Regions from separate parts of the Callithrix jacchus genome. Here region 2 is linked to region 1. A link is a contact called in public Hi-C data. All regions are on one chromosome and are shown on one strand. Each heading gives the region's core, a stretch centred on a gene start, on an enhancer-like site or on the middle of the called end of the contact. The rest is flanking DNA. Distances are from core to core; before and after follow the strand shown.

What was found. Hi-C and Micro-C count contacts between places; a contact is called where the count stands out from the background.
Region 2: a Hi-C map of induced pluripotent stem cells shows a contact between it and region 1, with 2.4 times the contacts expected there. The contact joins the promoter of PIRT here to the enhancer-like site in region 1. A contact is called at or near these places in 3 of 3 Hi-C or Micro-C datasets (induced pluripotent stem cells and skeletal muscle).

Annotation. Positions count from the first base shown.
Region 1 is chr5:77,222,518-77,226,340 of calJac240_pri, reverse strand. No RefSeq gene overlaps it. Among named protein-coding and RNA genes, the nearest start is that of TMEM238L, 30 kb to the left of the region's middle. Within about 2 kb of position 1,785, at least 3 of the 16 cell types and tissues checked have an H3K27ac peak or open chromatin away from gene starts, as enhancers often do.
Region 2 is chr5:77,293,899-77,297,721 of calJac240_pri, reverse strand. PIRT (phosphoinositide interacting regulator of transient receptor potential channels) reads left to right here and starts at 2,189. Exons shown (of 3, transcript XM_078373041.1): 1 at 2,189-2,303.

The sequences.
Region 1 (3,823 bases), core at 536-3,035:
CTGCTAGTTAATCCCCATGGGATAGGTAAGAAAAATAAACTTGATGAGGTTTGTGCTGCTATTTTAAGTGATGAAGACTTGGCTTTGAACCCAGGCAATGTAGCTGCAGAACCCTAGGGTCTCCATTCTGTCACGTAGGATTGAGTGCAGCGACACTGTACACAGTGTACACTCTACAGTGACATCATTGCTTACTGTAATTTTGAATTCCTGGGCTCAAGCCATCCTCCCACCTCAGCCTCCTGAGTAGCTGGGATTGTAGGCACACACCACTGCCCCCAGCCAATTTTAAAACATTTTTTGTAGTGACTTGCTATGTTGTAGGGTATAAAAATGTAAACCATTTTTGTAGGGTCTTGCTATGTTGCCCAGACTGGTTTTAAACTCCTTCCTGGCCTTCAGTGATCGTCCTGCCTCTGCTGCCCAAAGCTCTGGGATTACAAGCATGGGCCACCTTGCCCACCCCAGAACCCAAACTCTTAATCATTGCAGCCTATGTATATATCCAATGTCCTCATTTTATGTAAATTATTGGATTTTTCAATCCCAAATTACATTAATTACTTGTTTCTGACTGAATTTTAGCCTTTTCTAAAGAGTAATCTATTCTCAGCGAAAAATTACCAACATAGAAGAAATTCAGAAGAATTTGCGGCAAGCTCTGGAAGTGCTCCCAAAGAAGTTTCACAACTGCTGGAGTAGTGGTAGCATTCCAGAACTGTGTGTTCTACCCAAGTACCCTGGATTGTATTATTGACTCTGGTATGTTTGTCAAAAATAATTCAGCCAGGCGCGGTGGCTCACACCTGTAATACCAGCATATTGGGAGGCCGAGGTGGGTGGATCACCTGAGGTCAGGAGTTCAAGACAGCCTGGCCAACATGGTGAAACCCTGTCTCTACTAAAAATACAAAAATTAGCTGAGTGTGGTGGCACGCTCCTGTAATTGCAACTACTTAGGAGGCTGAGGCAGGAGAATCGCTTGAACCTGGGAGGCAGAGGTTGCAGTGAGCCAAGGGCATGCCACTGCACTCTAGCTTGGGCGAAAGAGTGAGACTCCATCTCAAAGTAACAGTAATAATAATAATAATAATTCACCACATTCCTTCATAGTCATACTTCAAGATAAGCAGGCACATATATGGCAGGTGAAGGGTGGGTCTTCCAAGACCCTATACCCACTTCCTTCCCTGGAGTACTCAGTGAGATGTGAATCAAATTCCCAAATGCTCCTACCTGCCTCAGACATGCATGATGAACAACTCAACATCTAGTTAGCCCCAAAGTAAGAGTATTTCTTTCTTTCTTTTTTTTTTTTTTTTGAGACTGAATCTCACTATCGCCAAGCTGGAGTGCGGTGGTGCATTCTCGGCTCACTGCAACCTTCACTTCCTGGGTTCAAGCAATTCTCCTGCCTCAGCCTCCTGAGTAGCTGGGATTGCAGGCACCCGCCAGCACACCCATCTAATTTTTGTATTTTTAGTAGAGATGGGGTTTCACCATGTTGGCCAGGCTGGTCTCAAAGTCTGGACCTCAAGTGATCCACCCACCTTGGCCTCCCAAAGCACTGGAATTACAGGCATGAGCCACAATGCCCAGACAGTAAGAGTATTTCTGCCCAATGTCTTTGGTGCCCTCCAAGCACTAGAAGTCAGGGGATAAGCAAAACATTGCTCAGCTATCAGCACCTTCTCACTCCTCCAGGCTGAAGTTATGCCCACCCTGAGGCTTCACTCACTCCTCTCCCTTGTTTCCAGATGAAACACCTTTCAGATCCATGGAAACTCTACAGAGACCCTCACTCTGGGACTCAGGGGTGGCTAGGACCAGGCTGGACATGGCAATGGAAGCAAGCTGAGGGAATAGGGAGAGAGGGTGGGAGCCAGGAGACCTGGGACTCCAAAGAGAAAAGCATGAGTTCCCTGGGAAGTTGTTAAAACATAAGGATTCCTGCAACCCCACCTCAGGCATTGTGAGGTCCAAGCATCAGAATTATTAAAAGCTCTCCAAGGTGATTTTCCTAGGCAGTCAGAGTTAAGGAGCTTCCCTAGGTCAGGGGTCAGCAAAACTCTTCCATAAACAGCTGGATATGAAACATTTTAAGCCTTGCAGGCCACATACAGTCGCTGTCACTATTTCTATTTTTCCTTATCCTCTTCCTCATCCTCCTCTTCTTTCCTCTTCTCCTCCTCCTCCCCATCTTCCTTCTGTTTGTTCTCCTTTTCTCCTTCACCTTCTTCCTCTTTCACAAGCTTTTTAAAGTATTACAATCTGTTCTTATCTCATGGGTAGTACAAAAGCAGGCATAGTTTGCCAACCTCACCCTCAGTCAACAATTCTCTGGCATTAGTCTTTGGGCCAGAGATGAGCAGACTTGGTGGTGAGCAGGTAAACAGGCTCTCAAAAGCCCGGATTTGTAGCATTTGCTGATATCATGGTGTAAATACTCCCACTGTGCTCCATTTCAAACTACCAATGCGTTGTCACTGGACACAGAGTTGGGAGAAGATACTCAGAAACAGCTCTTACCAGCCAGTGCCAGCTGCCTCCAGTATGTCACTGTATTGGAATTACCTGGGAAGCTGGTTAACAAAACACCCCTGGAAATTCTGGTGCTGCCGCGTATGGGAAACACTGTCCTCAGTTGCATGAGGAAACAATAAATTGATGTAATCATTCAACAAACGTTTCTACAAGGCACAGTGCTAAACTTTGGGGATCCAAAGGAGTATAACACACGTCAACCTCAAGGAGGCCATAGTCTAAAGGAGGAGACTTTACAAACAAACAGGCATTTATAGGATAAAAAGAGACGGTGATAAATGAGCTCAGGCACTATGGCAGCCAGAAGTAGCAGCAGTTGCCTTGGGATTGTGGTCAGGGAAAGATTTGTTTAGGAAAATGATCCATGACACAGAAATAAGAAAAAAAAAATGATTGTGTGATCTATCATCCATGCTAGAGCATTTTCTTTTTCTTTTTTTTTTTTTTTTTTTTGAGATGGAGTTTCATTCTTGTTGCTCAGGTTGGAGTGCAATGGTGCTATCTTGGCTCACTGCAGGCTCCACCTCCCAGGTTCAAGCGATTCCCCTGTAGCTGGAATTAAAGGCACCCACCACCATGCCTGGCTAATTTTCATATTTTTAGTAGAGATGGAGTTTCACCATGTTGGTCAGGCTGGTCTGAAACTCCTGACCTCAGGTGATTCACCCACCTCTGCCTCCCAAAGCAGTGGGGTTACAGGTGTGAGCCACCACACCGGTTTCACCATGTTGGCCAGGCTGGTCTTGAACTCCTCACCTCAGGTGATCTGCCCACCTTGGACTCCAAAGTTCTGGGATTACAGGCATGATCCACCATGCCCAGCAAGCATTTTCTGAAAATCTCACCTGAGGGTCATCTGACTATCTTTTAGGCAATGTACCTTTATTTGATACATTCTTGGTAAGGGCCTAGACATAAAATAAAAAGTTAACTTGCATAAAATTGATAAAGCATTTTTTTTTTCCTGTCCAAGAAAGAAGTGTAAAGATAAAAACTGACACTGAGATTTTCTCATTGCAGTATATCATTGCATTCTTTATCTACTACAGCTAGAAAAAAAAAATTAAGCAAAAGTAACAAAATCTCCCTGCCTGGCTCAGGTCACCTACATCACAAAACCTTGGCTATTTCCCACAAACCTAGGCTCTTTAACAAAATCATCTTTTCCCTGATTTTTGCTATGCTGATATCTGAAGATTTGCTGTGACCTTTGGGATTATGAGAATGAGATGAGAAATACGTTTTTTGCCATGAAAACATTCAAGTAAACTTTACAAGT
Region 2 (3,823 bases), core at 940-3,439, 71 kb before region 1:
CACCTCCATCTCCACCATCACCTCCACTTCCACCACCACCTCCATCTCCACCATCACCTCCACTTCCACCACCACCTTCATCTCCACCATCACCTCCACTTCCACCACCACCTCCATCTCCACCATCATCTCCACTTCCACCACCACCTCCATCTCCACCATCACCTCCACTTCCACCACCACCACCTCCATCTCCACCATCACCTCTACCACCTCCATCTCCACCATCACCTCCACTTCCACCACCACCACCTCCATCTCCACCATCACCTCTACCACCTCCATCTCCACCATCACCTCCACTTCCACCACCACCTTCATCTCCACCATCACCTCCACTTCCACCACCGCCACCTCCATCTCCACCATCACCTCTACCACCTCCATCTCCACCATCACCTCCACTTCCACCACCACCTCCATCTCCACCATCACCTCCACTTCCACCACCACCTCCATCTCCACCATCACCTCCACTTCCACCACCACCTCCACTTCCACCACCGCCACCTCCATCTCCACCATCACCTCTACCACCTCCATCTCCACCATCACCTCCACTTCCACCACCACCTCCATCTCCACCATCACCTCCACTTCCACCACCACCTCCATCTCCACCATCACCTCCACTTCCACCACCACCTCCACTTCCACCACCGCCACCTCCATCTCCACCATCACCTCTACCACCTCCATCTCCACCATCACCTCCACTTCCACCACCACCTCCATCTCCACCATCACCTCCACTTCCACCACCACCTCCATCTCCACCATCACCTCCACTTCCACCACCACCTCCACTTCCACCACCGCCACCTCCATCTCCACCACCACCTCCACTTCCACCACCGCCACCTCCATCTCCACCACCACTTCCATCTCCACCATCACCTCCACTTCCACTACCACCTTCATTTTCATCATCAACCCTACTTCTACCACAATCACTACTACCTCTATCACCTCCATCACTTTTCTTGGCTTCTATATGTTCTTCAAGGCTCATCCTAACCATCAACCTTCATTTGTTTGTTTTATTTTGTTGTTGTTGTTGTTTTTTGAGACAGGGTTTCACACTCATTGTCCTGATTGGAGTTTAGTGGTGGGATCTCTGCTCACTGCAACCTTTGCCTCCTGGGTTCAAGTGATTGTACTGCCTCAACTTCCCAAGTAGCTAGGACTACAGGCATGTGCCACCATACCCAGCTAATTTTTGTATTTTTTGTAGAGTTGGGGTTTCACCATGTTGGCCAAGCTGGTTTCGAGCTTCTGAGCTCAACTGATCCATCCACCTTGACCTCCCTAAATGCTGAGACCAACCATTAACTTTTTGAGGAAGCCTCTCCCATCACCACCCTATGCCAATCTTCCTTTGTGTTTTCTTTCTTCCTTCCTTCCTTCCCTCCTTCCTTTCGCCCTTATTTATTTATTTATTTATTTATTTTTGACAAGGGCTTGCTCTGTCACCCAGGCTGGGCTATGGTGGTGCCATCTCGTCTCACTGCAGCCTCGACCTCCTGGGCTCAGACTATTCTCCCACCTCAGCCACACAAGTAGCTGGAACTACACATGTGCGCTACCATGTCTGGCTAACTTTTTTGGTTTTTGCTTGCTTGCTTGCTTGCTTGCTTGTAGGAAGGTTTCCCGTGTTGCCAAGCCTCTCCCTTGTATCCTTGATTGCACAGCACAGACATGGTTGTATTGAAGAGTTTGGATTTGAATTGCTGGTTTAGTTGCCTGCTTTTGCACATAAATCGAATAGTTCTCTTTATTCCCAATGCCTAGCTTAAAACAGTGTCCGGTATATAATAGATCTATGTAATAAATATTTGACGGTAAGATGCATACATGACTACATGAATCTTAAATTATTTAAAAGCTAGTAGTCTTAATTATTTGACATTTTGAAATTGCAATGAATATTGTTGATGATAAATGCTATTTAATTTATCCAATAGTATTTATCAGCAAAATGTGAAAATCGATTTTCTAATTTCCAGTTCACTGTGAATTACCAGGCCAGAGACAGATAGCGAAGGAATACTTCAAGTCGATTTGAGATAGCAGCACTGCTTCATCTTCACCACTAGGTGGCAGGCGCACCCCAAGAGGAGGCCACTTCCGCCCTCGGCCAAAGCCCCGCGCCTGGGCACCGCGTCCCACCCAACCCCAGCTACTTCCTGGGATTGACGCCCCCTCAGGAGGGGCAGGCGCCAGCAGATAACGACTTCCCTGGAAACCCGTCCCCGACACCAAGAAAGATGTTCCTTCTTCCCTCACTCCCACTCCGACTTCTGGTAAGCTCCACCAGTCCCTTCGTTCTTCATGTCCCCAGCTCCCCGTCCCCACCTCCCCAGATACAATTACCCTCGCCTTCTTAGCGCTCGCGACAACCCGCGCAGAGCGCAGCGGGCTGCTGTCTCCCACACCACTGCTCAGTTATATGCGCCGAGAAACAGGAGGAGGCTCCGCCCCAGGACACCTTGAGAATTGTCTGCTGTGTGGGGCTGCAGCAGACAGGAGGAAGAGAGACAGGAACAAGTTAAAACTTCAGAAGAGGCAAGAAGAGAAGGGGGCCGGAGGTTAAGGATAACGTCTTAGACGCTAGGTGGCCTCAAGACAGCTGCCGGAGCCCAGCCAGAGTCAGAGAGACAACCGTACTTGAGTGTCTCTAGAGGGCCAAGAGGACCAGACCAGCAGAGACGTAGGGTCACAGAATCCCATCTCCTTGGCCAAGGCCCCCGATGGGAAGGGAAAGGAGGCAAAGACAAACGCAGTGGGAGGGGCAGCAGGTGGAAGGTGGTGGCCCTTCCCCGGGCTGCCTAAGTTGGGTAATTGCTTTGCATGACTTTCCTGGGCTCTGGGTAACAAAAGGGGCTTCTTGCCCCCCTTGGAAGGAGCCTAGAGTCTTGTGGGCAAAGGGGGCCTCTCCTCCTCCACTGCCAACCCTACCCCCACCCCGGGGCTGGAGCCCCTCCCTCCCAGCCTGCCTCCCCCCTTACTTCCGCTGGCTTTGCATCTTGCTCTGCTCTTGGGCACAGTTTGGGAGGGGGCTGGGACTCCCTCTGAGCATAGTTTCCAATCGTTTACAAAAGTGGTGGTGTTTTCTTTCTGCTTGCTGTTTGTTTGGTTAGGATAATGAGCTACCTAATGGTTACTGGACTGTAATAAAAAGATAGCAAAGCAAACAGTGAAAGACAAGGATGTCAATTATATGCTCAATTATGTGCGCCGAGAAAGAGAAGGGACAGAACCCCCCTGGAGGCTGTCAGCATAGGCACCTCTTTGTCAGTTTTGTCACCCACAGCCAGTGCTGACAACCCACCCTGAACTCCTTTCCCTGGTTAGAACCTCACTCCCCCTCTGCACTGGCATTGGCAAGAGATACCCAGGGTCCTGGAGAAACTCCTGCTCAGGGCAGTCACCTCCTATTTACTCATTCTCCTGCCTTGGCATGAGCAGGAGGGAGAGTATAACTGGGTTCCAAGTTCAGTTGCTCCTGAGATCAGCAATAAAGAAAGTGACTTGGGCGGGGCGCGGTGGCTCATACCTGTAATCCCAGCACTTTAGGAGGCCAAGATGGGCGGATCACGAGGTCAGGAGTTCAAGACCAGCCTGGCCAACATGGTGAAACCCTGTCTCTCCTAAAAGTACAAAAAATTAGCTGGGCATGGTGGCGCGTGCCTGTAATCCCAGCTGCTTTGGAGGCTGAGGCAGCAGAATTGTTTGAACCCGGGAGGCAGAGGTTGCAGTGAGCCAAGATCACACCATTGCACTCCAGCCTGGGCGACAAGAGCAAAACTCCATCTCAAAAAAA